Regions from separate parts of the Mus musculus genome. Here region 2 is linked to region 1. A link is a contact called in public Hi-C data. All regions are on one chromosome and are shown on one strand. Each heading gives the region's core, a stretch centred on a gene start, on an enhancer-like site or on the middle of the called end of the contact. The rest is flanking DNA. Distances are from core to core; before and after follow the strand shown.

Region 1 (4,062 bases), core at 835-3,334:
GTGATATTCTTTAAAGACTTAATCTGTTTTACTACTTTTGTATAGTTAGATAAGAATTTGAATCATACAACTGTAAGTATCAGTCTAATAATTTCCTGCAGTAAAGGGTTTGAATCACTTTGTGGTCATCCTGTAATGTGGGAACCTAGTTGTTGTCTTGTTCAAGCTCATAATAAATCTCAGATTTCTGAATGATGACCTGCCTCATCAAATTCTCAAGCAGTTGTTCATCCTACTGTGGGGTGATCATCAGAGGCTTAAAATGAGAAGCAGAGTTCAATAAGCTGTTCACTGTTTGGTACTAAATCCATGATTTTTAAATAAATGGATCATGATAGAGTTCGTTCCCAGGTTTATTACCTTACCTCTCTTGGTTTTGTGTTGTAAACACTCTTGCTTAACTACCTGTATTTGTGTTGTAAACACTCTTGCTTAACTACCTGTATTTCTTGTCAGGTTCCTAGCATACTACATGCACTGTCTAGTTTAACCTCAACTTCACACAACCTGGAGACAATTGGGAAGATGGATTCTAAATCTAAAACTGCCCTTACCAGATTGGCTTCTGGGTAAACCCATGGAGCATTATCTTCATTAATGAGTGATGTGGGAAGGGGCCAGCTCACAGTGGGCAGTGCAACACCTAGGCCAGTGGTCCTGGGTACTATTAGGAAGCAGGACAAGAAAGCCATGGAAAGCAAGCCAATAAGCAACATTCCTTTGTGACTTCCTGTTCCTGCCTCCCGGTTCCACCCTTGATTTTCCTCAATGATGGACTGTGATGTGGAACTGTAGACTTAAAATGGCCCTTTCCATCTTGAGTTGCTTTTGAACATGGTGTTTTGTTGCAGTAATAAAAAGTCTGATAACACTATGTGCTGACAGAAGCCAGGAAAAGGCAATAGAATGAAAAAAGAAGAGGAAAGAAAGAAAGAGAGAGAGATAGAGGGAGAGAGAGAGGGAGAGGGAGGAGGACGGAAGGAAGGAAGGAAGGACGGAAGGAAGGAAGGAAGGAAGGAAGGACGGAAGGAAGGAAGGAAGGAAGGAAGAGAATAAGAAAATCAGAAGAGACAAGAGCCAAAGCCCTTCCCTTGAGTCTTGGGTTCTATCACCTTCTTAAGCTGGAGGTAGGTGCAAAATGAAGCCAGGCTATGCCGTAAGTACTCCCAGAATGTGCTGTGAGTGCTCCCAGGCTGTACTAGGAATGCTCCTGAATCACTGTCTAACAGCAGAGTGTTTATCTCTGTTTCAAGGTTTTCATCAATTTTATTGCGTGAAGTCTACTTTGAAACTAAATACAAAAATAAATATACTGTCACCACATACTGACTTAATAAGCAAGTCTTTCAGCCTACAGTCTTTAAACCCAAGAGATTCTAACTTTGGGTTGTGATTTAGTGACCAAAGCTGAAATTACTTGGTCTTTAACTTGCAAAACTTAAGGTAAACATTTTTGTGGCCATAAGCACCCTCTACCTGGTGGATTGTCGTACGCAGTGGGTAGCAGGGAGCTGGGGACCATAGTTGATTCTACACAGGTCATTATATATTATAATACATTATAGCGCATTCTTTTTCTCTCCAGCTCAACAAGGTTAAGAGCTGTGGAATTTTAAATGATGTAGATGGTATATTTTCTTCCTTCTAATGGGATCTTCTACACTAAAGAAGAGCCCCTAAATGCCAGAAGCCAGTGGTGGTACATTGTGTGTGGGACTGGGCCAGGTAGATAGACAAGGAAGATGGGTTTGTGGAAACACTGATAAATGATAACTAAATGTTGTTATCCTTTGGAAAGAATGGAATGATGCATTACAATAAACACCAAGTAGACATATTTGAAAATACTTAAATACAATGTGAAATAAATTAACGAATTAATTACTTCACACCAATACTTCTACTAGAGAGGGGGAGGACCATCCACCCAGCTCCTTCAGTTTTATGTGCTTTTAACATTTATATTTAATTAAATCACATTTTTTGTTTGTTTAACTTCTCACACGGATGGCTAATGCACCTCCACAGTTCATTCCCGAGTAAACTCACCATGCAAAAAGTAACAGTCACCATAGAAACCAGCGGTGGCTTACCAGTCACCATAGAAACCAGCAGTGGCTTGCTGGTCTTGATTCTGTTTTCAAGACAGAATGTTAACCACAGGACATTCCAGCTGTGACTCATAGGCATGACCAGAAAGCTTGCTGGTTTGAATCTGGTAAAACTATGATTTCTTCTGCTTTCAGCAAGCCTGAGATCTACTCCACAGAACCATCGAGAAGTTCTGAACGCTCTTAAAGAAACAAGAACCTACAGATGAGATTTTATCACCTTGAATATGAATTCTAGTTTGTGTCACTGCAGGTCTTTTTAAAAATAAAATACTTGAAATGATTCTCACTTTGCCATGTTGGCCATCATTTCAAATGTGATACTGTGTATCATAAGGCCTTTTGTGTTCAGTCTAGTCAGTTTGACTCTTAGGAACACAATTCATGTGTGATGTTTGTAATTCAAGTGTCCCTCACCCTCACCCTAACAAAAACATCTCAGCCCTTATCAGGACACACAGGGAAGGAGTTTATTGTCCAGGCTACACTTCCTAAAATGCTGGGCTGCTTGGTTACATCCTGTGTGTTTGACAATCTGGTACAAACACAGAAACCATAGTAACTTCAGATTTCAATTACAATATGAAACAATTCATAGGCCCCTCTCAATATTAAGGGCCCCCCAAAAGCAGATGATATAAAATTAAAGACACATGCAGTATGTTAGCAACTGACAGAGAAGGCCCAATTATTGTGATATTAACAGTTCTGTTTGTCTGTTATTCTTAGTGTGTTTGATTATGATATTTGTGTAGGTATGCAAGGTATGCAAGGTTATGCATGTGTGTGGAAGTCAGAAAACAATTCCCAGCAATGTGTTTTCTCTTTCTACCATGTGGGTTCTGGGGATTGAACTCAGCTCACCAGGTATGCACAGCAAGTGCTTTTTATCTGCTGAGCCTTCTCACTGGCCCAGTGAGATAGGTTTGGTTTTGTTTTGTTTGTTTTTAATTTGTACCATTGTATGTTTATATGTGTTAATGGTTAATATATGTGTTATGGGGTCCTGTATGTATACGTGCATATCTAGAAGTCAGAGGATAATGTTCAAGAATTAATTCTCCCCTTTACCACAGTATCTAGGAATCAAACACAAACTCCCAGTCTTGCATCACAAGTGCTTTCACTTGCTAAACCATCTCTCTAGCCCTGGAGATTAAAGTATGCTGGCATTTAGACACCGTGGAACACACCTTTAATCCTAGCACTCAGGAGGCAGAGGTAGGTGGATCTCTATGAGTCTGAGATTAGCCTGAGTTCCAGGACAGCCAGGGCTATGTCGAGACACCCTGTCTTTATTAAAAAAAAAAAAAGAAAAAAGAAAAAAAAAAAAACAATTAACCAACCAAAAAGCTAGGTGGGCTCCTTTGCATCACTGGAAATCAGAGTCTTAGTGAGCAGAGCCTTGTGTAACATGTTTTCTGACTTGGGCCCCAGCAGGTTGTCCCTTTACTAAACCCTTTTCAATTTTTTCTTTTTTGATTCTGGAGTTCAAACCTAGAATCTTACCACTGCTAGGCACCTACTGTAGGCACCACTGAGCTACAACCACAATCCAAAGTATTGTTTTTCTGTTCTTGAAGCATGTCTAGAAGTAAACCTCATTTTCTCAATCACAGAAGGTCAGTCATAAGACATGGAAGGCAAATTAAGCCTTTCTTGTATGATGCCATTAAACACAGGAATTTTTCATTACATCCTATTATATATAGAATGCTTGGAAACTTCCAAGGAATACTACTTCAACTCTTTTTTTTTTTATGTGACTGAAATAACTTAACTTAAACCTGGGCTGGTGAGATGGCTCAATGGGTAAGAGGACCCGACTGCTCTTCCAAAGGTCCGGAGTTCAAATCCCAGCAACCACATGGTGGCTCACAACCATCCATAACAAGATTTGACGCCCTCTTCTGGTGTGTCTGAAGACAGCTACAGTGTACTTACATATAAT
Region 2 (4,062 bases), core at 444-2,943, 190 kb after region 1:
ATCTTTCATACAACAAATAGAATTTTTAATTTTCCTTAGAAGACCTGAGAAGCCACCACTAAAGCAGTAGTGGAGGTAGACAGCTGAGGTCTGCAGGCCAAAGCTGATGGTGGTAAGGCAGGCATAGAGTAGACGTTGTTTCCTAGCCTGAGGCTGGGGCCATCTGCTATCTCTTAACTGTTAGAATCCAGGGAGCCACCATGATCATAATAACTGCAGGGCTGGAAGGACATTTAAAGCCACTGACTCACAGGAAGCTGGGGATGTCAGTTATATACCCTGACTTCTTTAGGAAAGAAATATACTCAGCCATCAAGAGTGCTTCTTAACTCCTACAAGCAGAGGCAGGAGTGGAAGAGGCAAAAAAGGCTGGTAGCAATTTGGTCACACGAAGTTGCTTACCCTTTGATGAGTTCTCACCCTTGAGCTGATTTTCAGGTTCAGAACCCAGCAGGTAGTGTCCAGGAAAAGGCTTAAACTGTCACAACCCTAGGTCCTGGGTTCTAATACCTTCTGCCAAGGTGACTCAGTGATGGAAACCATTTCCTGAAATAACTGTGTGGAAGCCCAAATCTTCTGAAGATTCTTGGACACCAGGTCTTTCAGTTATTTTCACTTTTCAGACTGTGCCTCCAGAAAGAAAAAATCCTTTATCTTTTAGTTCTTCTGATGGCCTCTCTCTTCATTTCTCAACACCCCAAAGTTTCAAAATCGTCATTGTCTTTTAAAGTTATTTTTAACTTAAGTAAAATATAATACTATTAGTTCTCCCATCTCTCCTGTGTCCTACCTGTCTGTGTCGATCTCTGTCCCTCTCAACCTCACAGGCTTCCTCTTCTTGAACCATTATTGATAAATTATCTTTTTCTTTTAATGCTTCCTCATACAAGTAACTGTTCTTGACCTCATTACTATCTGTCCCTTTGCTCCATCTTTCTTTTTCTCAAAACGACATTTGCTGTAACACACTCATTTCAACCTGCTATTGCAACCTTATGTATTGGGTCACTTGACAGTTTTTGTGGCCTCCCTAGAATGTAATTGCCTGAGTTCAGGAGTCCCCTTTGTTTGTTCATTGGTCTGTCCCCAGAATCTGCAAATACTGCTTGATCAGTATCAAATAAGAAACTCCATTCAAAGGCAGGCCATACATTCATGCTCTAAAGGAAGTTCCTGAAATTGAAAATGGGCATAGAAAAAAAGCTACCCTATGACCCACACAATCCTCAATCAGTCAAGCATTTGTAATCCCCACTTCATAGATAGGAAAACTGAGGTTTACAGATGGCAATAATTAAGCAATATTGACAAGGCCATCCAGATAGCAAATCAGGAAATAGAGATATAAGTCCACTTCCAAAGTGTGGACTGTAGAAGCCTAATGAAAAGGAAAACAGAAATTAATAATAATAGTAGTAATAATAATAATAATAATAATAATAATAATAATAAAAACCCTCTACCTTGTAATGGGTTGAAGCTCTGAGGGAACATTAAACTATCCAATTTCTAGACATTTTGAGCATAACAACTCTTGCCATCAATCTTCATATTTTCTAAATTATAAACTAGGCCTTGGGAGTAGCCCTCAGTCTTCCAGCCTTCCGTGGGTCCTACCATCTTTTGCCTTGTGTTGCTAATCAGGCCTCAGAAGTGCAGAAACATTCCTCACAGGGTCAGAGAAGTCTGGAGAAGCATTAAGTCATTACCAGTGCCAAGTGGAGTGCTACAGTGTGTTTTTCTGGTATTTGAACCCATCTAGTGTCTAATGACTCAGAAAATGTTTCTCTTATTTAATCCCTCTCAGGACGTTTCCCTTATTTAGAAGCTTCTAATGACCTCCCTCGTCAGAGAAGTGAGTCTCTTCAGATACCTGTCAAATGATTTTATGTGCTTAATATAAAGCAAAGGTTGGGGGTGGGTGGGTGGGTGGAGGGGGTGGCTCAGGGAGAGCAAAGTCATTCTGGAAAGCAAACAAGGAAAAGCACTCAGTGGGGAAGAATTAAATTGTTACTCGTGGAAATAGTGCCAGCAGAGCCATGAAAAAGCCACACAAATCAAAGACCACTATCTAAATCAAATGCATGCCAATTTAAATCCTAGTCCTTGGTGAACCCGATTCAGCCTCCTTATACACTGAATAACGAATAATGCTCTGAATCAGGACCTAGAATACATTGCATGTAAAACACCATTTGAAAAAATAAATACAGCCTTTGGAGAAAGCATAGTGAAGCCCAGGTAACTGAATTTCCTCAAAGCTGCCAGTTCATGCTCTGTGGATTAGTGATTCACCTCAAACAGCCCTTCCTTTTAATAGGCATTTAGCACTGTGGGGTTGTTAAAACCTGTGATAGTGGAGTCTGGTTTATCCACCAAAGAGTGTTACCCATGTCTTTTGCCAACATCTTTATAAAAATATTTTCATAGGAGAAAATCATCTTTTACATAAAAAAATGAAGGGGATGGGGCAGAAACGGTGTAAAGATGAGGCAGAAAGAAAGGCAAAAGACTGGAGAAAAAACAAGGAGACAGAGAGAGGGGGAGGGAGGGAGGAGTGGAGAGGGAGGAAAGGAGGGAAGGGGAGGGAGGGAGAAAGAGAGGAAGGGAGAGAGAGAGAAAGAGGAGGGAGGGAGAGAGAGAGAGAGAGAGAGAGAGAGAGAGAGAGAGAGAGAGAGAGAGAGAGAGGAGAGAGAGATTGAGAGAGAGAGAGAGAGAAGATTGGACAAAGACTTGTTCTTTAGGGCTGGGATGTAGCTCAGTAGTAGAATGTTCTGGGTTCTATCCTTATCTCTTTACCATACACACCCCTCCATAAGAAGGATTTCTTCAGGTTCTCTAATGCCATTGAAGATGTTTGTCTGAGAAGATGGTTCTAAATAAAAAAAAAGTATCTAAGAAACCACTATGACACTTGCCCTTATGACAAAGAATGGCAAGACCATTGTAGTGTTCAAAGAAATACTGACATCTACTGGCACATACAAAACTCACATGCCCTTTCTAAGGGCCATTGTTAATTTCTGGGAATTGGGATTAAAATACAATGGGTATAACTCAACCTTCCTGGGGACTTGAGGTGAAAAATATCCATTAATATTTTCTATGGTTATCTATTGCAGATATACAGCTGTAAACTCAGTTACTAAAATAGTTAGCAAGAGCAGCAACCACCCCAGGAAGAGCAGCAGCCACCCCAGGAAGAGCAGCAGCCACCCCAGGAAGAGCAGCAGCAGCAGCAGCAGCAGCAGCAGCAGCAGAAGTTTCCATTTGCTTCCTGAACTCAGAACAGACTTTGTTGAAATTAACACTTCAAAACACACATGAGTAAGAAGCAACACTTCTCATTCAGAAGATAGACATGTCCCTGTGAACTGAAAGCTGCAGAATAAAAAGCCACATTCATGTCGAAGACCCTACAAAGTTGATGAACAGGTTAGACCTCCATGATTTTGGTGACTTGGAACGTTAAAAAATCTAGAACCATCCTGGGCTATGTGTAGTCCTCCTCATTACCATTCATTGGTCACCTCCCAGTCTCACCTAACATCTTGGTGACCATCACACAGAAACCTTCAGAATGTACTAACTTAGCAGAGCACTAGTTTTTCCACTAGACCCAAAGCTAGGAAGGTCATTATGTAAAAAATATAACAGAGTCCTCTCCACTTTACTCACCCTACCCAAGGTCACCACCGACCAAAGTCTTTACCTATGACTTTGGGGTTTTGTTCTCCTAAATATTGGTGTAATAAGTCCATTTGCAGCACGTCATTCTGGGCAACTGAGGCCCTGCTCACTCATTTTGGCTTAGAATGAAGTCTCCTGTTCCCTTTGAAGTGAGAACTGTGATTTACTGGATTTGTCAATTCTGCCAAATTACTTCATTTCTCTGATGCTGAGTCTTTTTTATCTGAAAGGTGGAATTAGAGATAGCTGCCCTGGCTGAGTCCACTGACAATTAGCAGTGGTTAACAGAATACCTTGTTCACATCAAACGCTCAACAGTGGGAGCAGTTTTTACATTTAAAGAATAGAGACACCCTGGAACCATTTCGTCTT

Evidence for each region. Hi-C and Micro-C count contacts between places; a contact is called where the count stands out from the background.
Region 2: a Hi-C map of embryonic fibroblasts shows a contact between it and region 1, with 4 times the contacts expected there. The contact joins two enhancer-like sites. A contact is called at or near these places in 12 of 484 Hi-C or Micro-C datasets (ECoMG-derived neutrophils, the G1E-ER4 cell line, Th1 cells and 8 more) and 3 of 115 datasets of contacts at active chromatin or transcription factors (CD8 T cells, bone marrow-derived macrophages and heart atrium).

What each region holds. Positions count from the first base shown.
Region 1 is chr2:13,405,322-13,409,383 of GRCm38.p6, forward strand. The region is part of intron 27 of Cubn (cubilin (intrinsic factor-cobalamin receptor)); the gene reads right to left. Among named protein-coding and RNA genes, the nearest start is that of Cubn, 85 kb to the right of the region's middle. Within about 2 kb of position 2,085, at least 167 of the 459 cell types and tissues checked have an H3K27ac peak or open chromatin away from gene starts, as enhancers often do. A contact at or near this core is called in embryonic fibroblasts, where this site is marked.
Region 2 is chr2:13,594,243-13,598,304 of GRCm38.p6, forward strand. No RefSeq gene overlaps it. Among named protein-coding and RNA genes, the nearest start is that of Vim, 22 kb to the left of the region's middle. Within about 2 kb of position 1,694, at least 5 of the 459 cell types and tissues checked have an H3K27ac peak or open chromatin away from gene starts, as enhancers often do. A contact at or near this core is called in embryonic fibroblasts, where this site is marked.